Regions from separate parts of the Bombyx mori genome. Here region 2 is linked to region 1. A link is a contact called in public Hi-C data. All regions are on one chromosome and are shown on one strand. The core of a region is the stretch at or near the end of the contact, and the rest is flanking DNA. Distances in the headings are between cores, read along the strand shown. Region 1 has its middle 26 kb from the start of LOC134198743. Region 2 overlaps LOC134198743 (a long non-coding RNA gene).

Evidence for each region. Hi-C and Micro-C count contacts between places; a contact is called where the count stands out from the background.
Region 2: a Hi-C map of middle silk gland shows a contact between it and region 1, with 1.6 times the contacts expected there. The contact joins two enhancer-like sites. A contact is called at or near these places in 2 of 7 Hi-C or Micro-C datasets (middle silk gland and whole pupa).

What each region holds. Positions count from the first base shown.
Region 1 is chr4:5,197,360-5,204,425 of ASM3026992v2, reverse strand. No RefSeq gene overlaps it. Among protein-coding and RNA genes, the nearest start is that of LOC134198743, 26 kb to the left of the region's middle. Within about 2 kb of position 1,610, at least 1 of the 8 cell types and tissues checked has open chromatin away from gene starts, as enhancers often do.
Region 2 is chr4:5,250,267-5,257,718 of ASM3026992v2, reverse strand. The region is part of intron 2 of LOC134198743 (a long non-coding RNA gene); the gene reads right to left. Among protein-coding and RNA genes, the nearest start is that of LOC134198743, 27 kb to the right of the region's middle. Within about 2 kb of position 4,983, at least 1 of the 8 cell types and tissues checked has open chromatin away from gene starts, as enhancers often do.

The DNA.
Region 1 (7,066 bases), core at 361-2,860:
ATGCCTCGAATTCGAAATTACCGGCATGGTGGTACGTTCCGTATTAGTAATCAGCAGAGAAATGTATGCGACTGCGACTTTCTCGACCTTTTTCTGGCATTTCCTTGTCGAAATAATATATCAGTACAACAGTATCTTAAGTAGGTACTGAATTTAGGAAATGTTGCAGGCTTACACGACTGGATAACACCATTATTGATTAGTGATTATCTCAATGTAACTTCTGAGTTCTTTCGATTCAGACTTTGACTTCGTGTCTACAAGCTCCGGCAATGACTTAGATTCTTACCCGGAGCCCGTCTAATTATAATTCTGAAAAATATATACCTATGTTGAAAATAGATGAGAGTGGGAATGAGTTGCTCGCTCCGGGCATTTCAATATTGTAATAATTGTTACGTTATGATACTCATTGCAAAAATGAATATTGAAAAAAAATCTGTTATAAAAAAAATATCTAATATTTAAAAAAAAAAATACACCCGCTGAGTTTCTTGCTAATTCTTCTCAGGACGGAGGCTAGTTTTTGTGAATTGGCGGTAGTTCTTTTGACGTTCAACAAGTATGTACTTTCATTTATGTTGAATAATTTTTTTTGATTTGATTTGATTTGAGTAGTGCGAAATCTAGGGGATGATTACTTCCCTTTTCCTCCTGTCTAATCTTTTTAACGTATCGTATTTCTACTACATGTGGATTGATAGGTGCTCAACCTGAGAGAACTTGCTAACCTAGCCTTAACAAGAGGAGTGTTTCGCTTAATCTACTACCGCATAGGAATCGCGATCCTTTGAGAAAATCGGTGGGTGGTGTCTATCGACTAGCTAGCACATCGTACTGTTCGTCGCATTTGACGAGTTTGATGTAAACGGTGACTGGTGCCTGAGGGACTTGAAGGCTTCGAGAATGGATAGGGAAGATCCAGTAAGATTTACCAATACTTCCTGCACATGTACATTCTTAAATTACTTTTTAATATTTTTTTGTATTTGTTTGCAGACCCCAGACCTCTAAGCCATATAAGTAAATAAATAACATAGTAAAACTAATATATCAGGTAAACACTGTGTTGGTAATCCCCAAAAATCCGTATTTAATCCTTTCCGGCAGGGTGGCAACAGTTTGGGCTTTCGGCAGACTTTGTGACGCCGAAGCGAAATTATGAAATTTCGGAACGTTTGGCGGCACTCTGTGTCTATTCAGGTGTGACAGGGTTGTCGAACAAAATTTTCAGTTTCCACATGATAATATGGGAATGAAACGATGGTGGCGAAGAAGGGACAAATATCATACGAAAATTGTGTCATATTTGGTTTTTTAATCTCTGCGATCTTCTAGTTTATTAAAATTTATCGTCAAATTAAGAGTATTCGTTGTTATCATAATTGTTATTTTATACGTCTAATTTTTTTCAACGATTTTCAATGTACATTTTATTAATTTACATACTCTGCAAATTTAACATTAGTGTTTAAATTAGAATAGTGACAACCCTAAAGCTAGTTAAAAATCATCAAGTAATCTTTGCAGATCGCATGTTCCATGGAACAGGATTACGCAGTTTGGCATTACTGTATTCTAGGAAGGTACGTCACCAGGTAGCTGGCCCTATGCATTCTTTGTTTTCGAAACTGCGAATAATAGTCGCTCTAAACACGTTAGAACCAGGGGCTATATTTGCTTGCGGCAAAAGAGGGTTGTCTATAAATTTTTGTAGAATATTATTTATTTGTACAGCAATCTCTGCCTTTTACCCACGTGTTATGGGTTAGTATTGCTTATTTAATATGAGGATTATTTTACTTGCATTCTTCTTTTCAATTTCATTTTTAACATAATTTTAAATTAGTTTCACCGTTATCTGTGAATGAATATGACCAATTATATTTCATGAATGTGTTCCTAGATGTGCGCAACGAGGGTGGTCGTTCTTATCAATGCACTGATAAAAAAATGACTCACAGGTGATACCGTTCGTGATTCATAAAAGACGAATCTATTCTTAGTTTCAAGAATACTTTCTTGCTTAGGATTTTTCATTTGAAGTGACCAATTTGTGGTTGTAAGCTGATCCACTAATTAGAAAAATGGTTGGATCGCTATTTACATTATTCAGATCGATTATCGTGGGAACTGGGCCAAACCCCGAGACATGTGGAACAAGTCATTAGTTGACAATAATTACTAAAACGATTAGACTTAACATAACGCGTGTCGACGTATTACAGTTAAACGTGGACCGCCCACCACAAAGTACGAGGGAAAAGCAGGAAATAAAATAAGTTAGGTACAGAACAGGAACGGATTTGGAAGGCGTCTCTTGTGACTCGTAAATTATGTAGAATGGTAGGTCCGTATATATCATACGGACCTCTAATAAAATTTGGATACGTGATTTGATTGTAAACTTGTTTTTATTAGTAATTTATTTTATCAATCATAATACATATATATGAAGACACGTTGAAATGTTCAACTCTATAATTATCGAAAGTTGCTAGTGATGAATGATGATGACAACGAATAGTTGCTTCGCCGCCAAAATTCTGATTTGAGTCAAAGCCGAAGAAAGCATTTGAATTCAAAACCACATTGGCAATCAATTAAAAAACTAAAGTTTCAAATTTAACACTTGTAAAGCATTTCGATTAGTATACGTGGAATCTGATCAGCTCAACGATTTTTGGGTCACGACCCCCAAAAATCTTTGAATGCGGGCCCAATAGGACCGCTTGACATGCGAATCAGACATTAGTAACGACTCTAATATCCCTTTTGATTTTAAGTAATTTATATGAAATTACGCGTAGTGAAGTCCTGAAAACGGGTATGCTTTGATAAAATTCCAAACGCGGTACGATTAGGCAGACGTATCGATGTTAATGATCGATTGTCCTACAATTATAGTTTGTACAGTGATTTTATATTGAATATTTCATTGCTGTTTTTGAATGTAACGTAATAACTTATTCCGAATGCGACTTTGATAGATAAATTATAGGTTTCTATAAATAGCTTCGACCGCAGAGTTTAATTCATGTTAAAGATTATATAAATGTAGTAATTTACTGGTGGTAGGACCTTTTGTGAGTCCGCACGGGTAGGTACCACCGCCCCGCCTATTTCTGCCGTGAAGCACCAATGCGTTTCGGTTTGAAGGATGGGGCAGCCGTTGTAACTATACTGATGCCTTAGAACTTCTATCTCGAGGTGTGTGGCGCATTTACGTTGTAGATGTCTATGGGTTCCAGTATCCACTTAACACCAGGTGGGCTGTGAGCTCGTCCACACATATAGGCAATAAAATAAATAAAAATTTAAAGCGGATAACAGTTTTATCGTCCTTCACTTGGTAATGGGATTATCTTTTGCGCTGGAATTTGGTACAGTGGTTATTGGCATATCAAGGAAGTTGAACTGTCATACGATAGGTGAAGCAAAAGTGATAGAAACAAATATGTGTATTTTATAGGTTTTTATAGAAAAACGAAGTCAAGTAAATTAAATGGTAAGGAATATTTAAAATAACACAATCTTTCTAGTCAATTCCTTGTAGTAAGTGGATACACAAGGAATGTTATCTTTTCTCGTCGGCGCGTCGGTGTTGTAAGAGACAACTAAAGGATTACCTGAGATGTGATACCGGCGTACTGGCGTATTATAACAGCAACATTTGCTGGTGGTAGGGCTTGCTATACTGCTTATTTGCGAAGCAGTCATGCGTTCTTGTTCGAAGGGTTGGGAAAGTCATTATAGAATAAAATAGAGATTTCTTTCTCATATCTAAAGGTGTGATGTGTGATGTATATGGGGACAGGAATTCACTTATTTTATTTACGCAATAAAAAAGCATAACATACGGTTGGTTTAGTGCACAAAGCATAAAGTAAATTTTAAAGTCCCACGAGGAAAGCCCATGACGTTTATATACAAAATCTATTTACGAAAGAACTTGAGCCTTATCGACACGATACAACTGCTGATATGAAGAACGAATGACTGATTAATAGTTCTATAATAGTTTCTCTCCACCTATCCGCTGGTATAAGGGGAATTTCAGCGAACGGAACAACATTTGAATATTGTGGTAAGTACGGCTTGATTTTCGTTAAAAAACACATTGTATGTATGTAGCTTATGACTACAACAAAGAAAATATACTATGAATATGTGATCCAAAGTAAAAAAAAACATATTTAAAAAACATGAATGAACAGATTTAAGAAACCAGTAAGTAGTAACAAAACGAAAACAATCAATTTTATTCACAACTAAACCTCAATGATTAATAAAATTTTCCAGTTATTAGTTAAACAAAGAGCTGTGATCGCTTGTAATTCCATTATTCACGCCCTGCTATTTCGGTATTGCGTTATCGTCAGATCGCCCGGCCTCCAACTAATATAAAATTATAGCTTTTGTCAATTTTTATGCTAATTTTTACAATGCGATAAAATGTATTTTTTTTTTGTATAATAGATTGTTACTTTAACATTCTGTATTTGTTTGTTAGAATACCTGTTTATTTGCCTTCGATACGAATTAAGGCTTTCTGTGTGTCAAGTCATCAATCAAGCCCAGGTGAATACGTTAGAAAAATTAGTTCTTAATTATTTTTTGTTATTGCCCTTGTTGACAGACGAGTTTACGGCCCATCTGATGGTAAGTGGTTACCGTCACCCATAGACGTCAGCAATGCCAAAAGCACAGCCAAGCCGCCGCCTTTTGTTGCTCTAAATGGATTAGCGGGTTCATTTTACTGGTTAAAGAGCATATTTTAAGCTCCTATTAGTAGATGCCACCATTATGCTTAATTTGGCCCACGAAGCTTAGTTGAGGATTGCACAACAGTTATGCAAAAAAATAGACTTCGACTTATAGCTCGGTGTCGGTATCTACGTTGCGATGTCTATGGGTTTTAGTGGCCCCTTAACACCAGCTGGGTCGTGAGTTAACTAATGCGTCTGTGTAATAAAATCTAATATATACAATTCTCGTGTCACAATGTTCGTTCCCATACTCCTCCGAAACCGCTTGACCGATTCTTATGAAATTTTTTATGCATATTCAGTAAGCCTGAGAATCGGCTACTATCTATTTTTTATACCCCTAAGTGATTAGGGTTCTCCACCCCTAACATTTTTTTTTTATTTGGACATTTTTTTTATTATAATGAGGTATTATGTGGTTGAATGAGGTTTTGTTATTTTTATTATATATTCATCCCTCATCGTTCACAGCACTACATACCTCTTTCACTCATTTACCACATCCTTACACACTTACAATAAGTTAGTTTTTTTTTCTACACTAGAAATTCCCTAGAAATCTGGCAAAACAATGTTTGCCGGGTCAGCTAGTATTTTTATATAAAAGTGATTTAAAAGTACATTTCATTTTGAAGACACTGATGTTTTGATATTATTCAAAAAATTTCATAAAGAAACACGTTACTATTATCTGTATGCTAAATATATAAATCTTGTTATTTTAGTAGCACGTTTATTTTAAGAAAATAATACGTACCTAATTTAATTGTCAGTGGTTGCGTGAGAAACGCAATTGCAAGTAGTAACTTAGGTTAACCAAACGAGATTAGTGTTGTTCCTTGTTCTCATAAAGACAAGGCTTAAATTTGCTTAAAACGAACGTATTCGTCAATTTAAGTTAACACAAGACTTAGGCCAGTGAGCTGGAAGTGTGCAAAAAGCATTAATCACAACAGAATTAGCTTTGGCGATCCGCTCCCAACTGTCTCCGCTAAATTTATATGGCGTAGCTCCGCGAATTACGGTAAGTGTTGATTTAAAAAATTTAAGTACGCTTTAACCCGGTGCCAAAAAACATTATATTCATTAATATTTTGAGATTTGAGTAACTAATATTTGTATTTGGATACAAAGGAAATTCATTAATTTCTTCATTTGAAAGATGGATAAGTTGGATAAGACAAGGTTTATTTTAAATAGTGACGTTGGTGAAATATCTTTTTTTTCTATGCTGATTGCCTTGAGGCTATATCAGCGTTACCCTAGCGTGTAGGTGAGCTCTCGGGGCTCAACCCGGAGGTGTTGCACTGACCCTAGCAAGAGCAGTGCTTCGCACAATCTACCACCGTATCGGAAACGCGATCCACTGAGAAGACCCGGCGAGAAACTTAGTGGGCTGTGTCTGAGGGTTAATTTACTCGCCAGGCCCTTCGTCGACGACGTCGAGCGACAGGTTCGGCGGGGACGGTGACCGGAGAAATTTCTTAAAGTACGTCTTACTTAAAAGTAATATTTATCCTTTAAGCCACGACGATTTTTTATGTAAAATGTTTTCATTAATTTTTGTAATTGTTATTTAATAAGTTTTTGTGATTTTTGTAGTACTGTTCGTAATAAGTGAGAAAAACAAGTAAGCAAGTCGAAAAAACACAAGTAACAAAACAAAACAAGTAACACAAGTTGAAGTCATCGTGGCCTAAGAGATAAGACGTCCGGTGCATCATTCGTGTTGAGCGATGCACCGGTGCTCGAATCCCAGGTGGGTACAAAAAAAAGCTACCACCGCCCTGCCTATTTCTGCCGTGAAGCAGTAATGCGTTTCAGTTTGAAGGGTGGGGCAACCGTTGTAACTATACTGGAGACCTTAGAACTTATATCTCAAGGTGGGTGGCGCATTTACGTCGTAGATGTATGTATATGGGCTCCAGTAACCCTTTAAGACCAGGTTGGCTGTGAGCTCGTTCACCCATCTAGCAATAAAATAAAAAAACATTTCAAGCAATTTAAAAGTTCCAATCGAATCACTAAATACATTAAAATATTGTATTACACTCGTTCTTCCACCCGAAACATTCAAGTTTCGCGTTTAAACAACCTCTGCGCTGCCGGGGGCCACATAAATACTACTTAACGTTCATCGTACTCTAAATTTAAAAAATAAAAAAAAAGATTAAAAAAGTAAAGCTAAGGAGCCATAACGTAAGTTTAAATAATTATCGCGGGAACTGGTGAGTAGCGTATCAAATTCGTGAATGACCAGAATGATCCTCGGGATAATTGTATTTTGAACGCATCTC
Region 2 (7,452 bases), core at 3,734-6,233, 50 kb before region 1:
GTCATCATAATTTAACATAGTTAAAATAAATAATCTTTCTAACACTGTGTTAATTATTAACACACTATAAATGATCATGTTGGTACATTAAACTCGCTATGTAGTTAAAAGTAGTAAAATAAAAATTTGAATAGAATCAGGCCAAGTAGATATTTTACTAAACTGTTACTAGATAGGGATAATAGGATACAATACAGATTGACATTACAAAACGGTATATTACTTTAACAGTATATTATTCACTTTGAAAAAATCCGAGGTGCTAGATGAGGAAGCTTTAAAGGAAAGATTAGCATTCTGCTATCTACCATACTATCGACTAACTTAGTCCCTCAAGTCCGACAGGGTCGCCGTGAAGTCAATTCCAGGAACTCGATAATGAAGACCGCCCTCGGGCGCGATCGAGGTAGCTTCTGACCGCAGCTTTAACCCTAGGACTTGTGGTTCAACTAGTGACGCTGTCAAAGAGCTCGAATTGAATCTCATCCCATTCGAGGCATTGATTGGAACATCACGCCCCGGCTTTTTTTTACCTAAGCTGATAGCCTTGAGAGGCTATATCAGCGTAACCCTAACGTGTAGATGAGCTCTCGGGGCTCAAACCAGGAGGCGTTGCTAGCATTGGTCCTAGTAGTGCTTCGCTGAGAAGATCTGGCGAGAAACTTAGCGGGCTGTGTGTATGGGTTACTTTACTCACTGAGGCCTTCGTTGCAAGCGACGGGTTCGACGAGAACGGTGACCAATGCTTCAGGTCTTCCCGGCTACCTATTCTCTAGTTAATATCCTTGACCGCGAAGTTCTTTTACCTGGAAGTCATCCAGGGTATGGCTTTTGAGCTCATGCAAAGTAATTGAGATTAGTCGTCTGGCACACATTGGACCAGAACTAGCTTGATTTGATTGTTCGCCGATCGCCCCAAATCGAATCACCAACCAGGCGACTCAACATTAATTTTTAAGATCTGCTATTAAAAATCTTTGTTTGCGCCATACATTTTAAATGCAACCAAAAGTAGGATATAGCCATAGATTATCACTTTATTTTTGACGTATTAATTTAGCGTTCTGCAAGTATAACAGAATAACAGAAATGTCAAATAATAATGTACATACTAACTACACATCTTTAAGATACCTATTGCTTAGACAAAACTGACCAAATTTTACTTAAACAAAGTAAAGTGAACATTAAAAATAAATATGTTTTTATGGATCTTCCTATCCATATTCTACGTTCAATAACATTATTACAAAAAATTCTACATTATATTATTTGTTACGAAAGTTCGTTCGTTTTGTCATTATATTTCCCTTCGCCCGTTGCACAATTAAATGCTATCCATCTCGACATGCGTGCACTGATCTAGACCTAATCCTACCATAATTTTCCCAGTGAGGATTTAACGTCTCGACTTCCCAGAACGCGTATTTCAACTGAATTCATGTACAAATACGTTCGCAATAACGCAGGACAGTAGCTATCTCGTCAGCTGTAAATCTTGTTCGGCGGCTACCATCAAAGAGTGCAATCAACGTTAAATCATAATAAAGAGAATCGATATCTCGCACGGACGAGAAAAATATCGATTTGAAAAAATATAGATTCCGATGCTAGATTGCGGTCGAGTTTAACCCTTGACTCTGCGTATGTGAAATGAGTCATTTATCAATGTGTAGTGTGGCCATGGAATTTTGGTAATTATTGGACGTCATTGTTTCGAAATATATTATTATCAATGTATCCCGCTATTGCAATTGTCAAATTTCAATTTTAGTTTGTTATTAATTGTGTAGGGCTATTAGAGTATTTAGTATATCTAAAGACTTGCAAGTCCAATTTCATGCCCAAAAAAGGGTTACACAAATACTAATAAATACAAATCTCTTCATCTTGCACATAGGAGTGATGTTGAGTGATAGCGCGGCACGTTTGTGGATCAGGTGCGCGCGCGCCGCTCTCACTTCACATTTGTCACTGTTACCTGCGATTATTCATCTCATTGAAACATTAACACCGCCGAGAACTAATCACGTTGACTAATGGAGCCCCCCGTCGACACTTCCTAAGGCCCTCGTGAGAGAACGATTGCAGCGTCTCGTTTAGGCTATTCGATACGTAGCGGGTTGCTATTTTGATTTATTTTGACTGCGGATAACATTTTTGATGTACATTGGTTGTACATACACACTTAATTGGTTTATTGCTTTTTTTATGATGGAAGGATTACTGGTTGCCCGGAGGCCTCTCCAGTTTCACCAGGACAGTTGAGCGAGCAAAAGCTCGACCAGGTGGAATTTGCTAACAGCTGCCCGAGCGCTTCTGAGAGAGACCTAACAGCTCAAAGATAGTGTTACGCGGTGAGCGGTTTTGTAGTTTTAAAAAAAACTTTATTTTAATATACACTGAATTTATTTATCCTTTACAAAAATCTGATGTTACACGGACAGAGTTACGATGTTATAAGTTTGAAGATTGATGACGAACTCCTAAGTTTCAAGGAGAAAGAGAATTTATACATGAATATTATTTACTAAACAATTAGTAAATGAGTCATTTAGACTATGAACCGTTTTGGTAAACATATTTAGAATCCGTAAGGACACAATTAGTAAATGATGGAATTTTACCGATGTGAAAGGAATACAATATTAACTAATGTTCTAATTCCAAATGAAGATCTGATGTAAAGTAAACAATATACATATGATTTAGTAACATGAGGAAATAAGTATGTTATATAGTAACAATGATTTAGAACTTAAGAACTAAGAGTTAGAGTACATTATGTGTTTATGAGAATTGATATATGACTTAGGTACTAGTGTGAGGGGCATAACATAACAATAGCTACTTCGCGAATGCATCTACTACCGGATCGGAATCGCGACCCTCTGAGAAGTTCCGGCGAGAAACTCAGCGGGCTGATGATTGATTAGGTGAATTTATGGCTATGTTAGTACTCGTAAGTTATCGGCATGCATGTCTTTCAATGACATGCATTTTTTTAAGGATGTGTATTTCAACATTATCTCAGATTGAACAAAAACAGTCTAAATAGAAAAGCGTACGAATGTTGGACACGTTTCTCAATCACGGTAATGATAAAGTGAAGGTTTATGTGCGTACGCGTACTGCCTCGCTCTCGACGGACAAACGAACAACCACGCAAAAAAGTACACCATAAACATTACGTTTATGACGGCAAATAAAGCTCGCCATCTTCCCCGTAGTCCCGTAGTGAATTATTGCTTTATTGCTTCAGAAATATTTCACAAACAGAAAATATTTTATGATTCTCCAGTTAAGAGCGGTCGTATATCATTTTAAGCCATAGATAATAAAATTCGTAAGTCACCATGAGCGAGACAAAGCGCAAAAACGAGAAGCTGTCGACCTGACCTCGGACACTAGAATTAAATCATACCTCGATTTATTATATATAGCTCGTAACAATGGTCTAGTATCTTTTATTGATGTATTTCAACTAAAGATAATATTAAAAAACGATAAAAATATTTAAAAAATTACGCATTATTTGTCGACAAATCGAAATAAATGAATTATGTTCCATGTTGAATTTAATAAGCTATTCGTGATATTACGCCAATATTTAAAGTTTTATTAGTATCTATGTAATAGAAAAAAAAACTTAAAAAGTCGAATATTGTAACACGGATTTTGTGTAAAACTAAAACAAAATATCTATTTTAGTTAAAGCTTCAAGACTTCATGATCGAAATTAATACACAAGCGCAGTAGATCTTTCTAATAGGTAATTCAACAAAATCGATCATAGCAAAATCATCAGATCATTCGTATAAAAACATGCGCGTAATAATAGCGCACCAAAAATCATGCGAGCGAACGTCACGCGTGGAATTTCGCGTTTTGTCCGTCACAAACATAAAATTGGAATAGTTAATGCCCAGCGAAATCGTTAAACGAACGAAGACTGTAATTGGAAGACGTTAAAAATATCCAACAGTTGTTATACTTGACTGTTAAATGTTTTAACGTGGCCATTAGTCTTTTCGTGTTTACACATGTGTTACATTGTTACCTCCTCGATGGTGCACGTCAGCGGTGCAACCACTTATTACATGTATCATGGCTCTATTGTCATATGAAAACGACCTTTGTTTTATTTAAATTGCATTTACATATTTTGTCGTAAACACGCTTATTTACTGACACTGATTTTATGTTTCATTACGTTTGTCACGGTTTATGTTGTGAGGTTTAATATAACGTTATTTATTCATACATCTATGCATGCGCGTAAGTAAATTTTGAGATTGGTACTGAATATCGTTGTTCGAGAAATTAAGACTTGTCGGATCGTGTTTGAGTTTTATTAGTATTGTGGTTGTATCGTACTGGATTTAATGTTTAGGACAAAGGTCATCTTTTTTTTTTTTTTTTTCCCTACGTATTCGCTGGTAGTCTAAGAGGCTAACTACGCCCGGACAGGTAGGAGAGCTCACGGGCTCAATCTGAGTGAATTTGCTAACACTAGCCCTAGAAAGAGCAATGCTTCGCAGAATCTACCAGGGGATCGGAATCGCGACCCACTGAGAAGATATTGCGAGAAACTATGAAACTGTGTCTATGGGTTAGTTCGCGCATCGAACTCTTCGTCGTAATAGACGTTATCATATTTCATTAGGTACTACGGCTCACAATTATTATATAGTTAGCAATTCTCACGTTGCTTGCGACACATTAACAAATTTTAGTATTCACTACACTTTTTTTAACGTCACACAGAGCATCTGCGTAACAAAAACGTCGTATTTACATAAAAATTTCACAAGACACATGTAAGTTTCGACAGCTCAGTGTCGCCGAGATGATTTGGTTCGCTGCGGGTAGCTTATGCCGAAACAAAAGAAAGTTCCCGTTCCCAGAACGATCAAGGAACTTTACGGCTACAATGTTGTAATTGTCGTGATTTTTTCGAAACCGAGGCCTCATGAGTTCTCGGAAGGCCGAAGGACATTACCAAGGTGAGCGTCTATAAAAAATAGTCGGTACATACGTGTCGAGATTCGTATTCTGGGCACGAACTCATTAGCGTTTTTTTACGTTCGATGACGGATTTTAACGTTCATTGATAAATTGCAAGCTCTTAGAGTTAATCATCATTAATCATATTTATTTTGGGAATCATTTTAGTGGTGCTGACGAGGAGTACGATGATCCGTCCGCTTTGGTTTTTGTCTAAACAGGCATAGTCCGTCTCAGATTTCTATGCATACAGTTGATGGGGACATACGGAAGACACATTATATTACGCACACAATGCTTAATTTGAAAAAAAAAAAAAAAAAAAAACTATCAGGCAGCGACTTAGCTGTGCTCCTGGCATTGCTGACATCCACGAGCAATAGTAACAACTTCGCATGAGGTGAGTCGCAAGCGCGTCTGCCTATTAATCGATTGATATATCGCTTCTCATATGGGGCAAACATTCGTGTCATGAACAGGTTTGTTTGCTCTTTGTCTGGGTGTATATTATCTATATATTTAAACGTACTATATATATACATAAGTATGTATGTCAGTCTCTGAAACCCACAACACGAGGAATCCTAATTTGGGGCCGGATAATCGTGTGTTATTTGTTCCCAGTTATTTATTTATTCACTTGGCATCAGGTATTTACTAGTGCTGGTATAAATATCACCAGGAATACCATTAGTCACCTTGAGATATAACGTCGAATTCTCAGTGAAGCTTTTGACAGCTTCATCTCAAAAACCAACTGACTGGTGGGGTCTCCCCGTGTGAGTTTTGCCGTCGGTTTTATTTTTTCATAACACATTATTGTTCCTTCATCGTGCAAGTATTTCCTTCAAAATTTGGTACGTCTCTGGCTCACCAATTTAGTCCATTGAGTTTCTCGCCGAATCTTCTCAGTGGGTCGCGTTTCGGTGATCCGGTGGTAGATTCTGCGAATCACTGCTCTTATTAGGGCTAGTGTTAGCAACGTCCTCAAGTTGGAGTCCCGTGAGCTCATCCATACCAGTATACCAGCTTAGAAAGACCAAAAAAAGGTGAGGTTTGAAACATTTTCAAATATTTTTATGACATTTGTTGGCAGATGTGCGTGCGGCTCATCTGATGATAGCTACATTAATGCAAGGCGCTCAGCTAAGCGGCTGCCTAAAGCAATTTTTTTTTTTTTTTATGTTTGAAAGGTTACTGGTGGCCCGGAGGCTTTTCCAGTTTCACCAGGACAGGTGGGCGAGCAAAATCTCAGCCAGGAGGGGTGTGATTTGCTACCAACTGCCCGAGCGCCTCCGAAGGAGACTTAACAACTCAAGAGAAATTGCTTTGCGAATGAATCTACTACCTACCTACCACCTCAAAAAGCAAATCATGGTTGTGTCGCTCGATGATTCGTTAATTCTTATTAATTTTGTTGCGATTCAAAGTACCATTTCCTAAACGAGATCTCTACGGTTAATATAGCGAGTTAATTCTAGGGTTGTCCGTGTAATTTTTCAGCGCTTGACATTGCAATCGGAAGTGTACCGGCGGCGAAGGTCTTTTTGTTCCTGCAACGCTGTCGCGATGGCTTTCGGAAGTCAGTTCGCAGCGCCGGCCAGAACCATTCAAATATCGACAAATACTATTTCATTCGGCGACTTATTAATGACGCCACGATTGTCCTATGCTGTTCGCGGGAGTATTGATCTGAAAAAAGAGAAGTAGGCATTTTCCACTGCATTCAATTGGTCAATTGTATGAGTTTTGTGAACTAAACAGTTTACTGGATGTGTTTATTTATTATTGTTTCTGTAAAATTTCTTGATGTCTCTATAAATCGAGTAATCTATAAATTTCCTATAAACAATTATTTAGTAAATGTATTTGATGGAGTTAGAAGAACCTAATGAGATTGTAAGCTAGGCCGGTGCCACAAAGCCAAGACGCAGCCCGTCTGACTATTTAGAGTAAAAAATTAGTATTATTCTTCTATTCTATTCTTCTCTTATAGTAGTTCTCGTTTCGTTTGAGGCTCGAATAGGGCTGTCAGTCGATTAAACTCCGGTATGTCCCACCTACCGCCCTCAGTGTTTAAGCCTTGTTGGGACTAGGCGAGTATTTTAGTCGAGTACCCATCGAGTAATTTAGTGGCTAAACTACTCGCTACTCGCCCGAAAAAATTGAACAAAATGGATTGACTTGACTAAATTATTTAATAACCTACTCGACTAAATTTTTGGTGTTCAGACACATTTAGCTACTAAATTACTCGGTTCTCGACTAAAATACTCGCCTAGTGCGAACAAAACTTTAGGGCGAAGTCAGGTGATTTTCTTCTCATTAAAAATATATCTTATCTAATCAGATGATTCCTCATAACATCGTTTTGTAAACATTTATAAGAGATGGGTATTAATGGCTCTGTTATAGACCGCCTTATTAGATTTTTTTTATGAATGA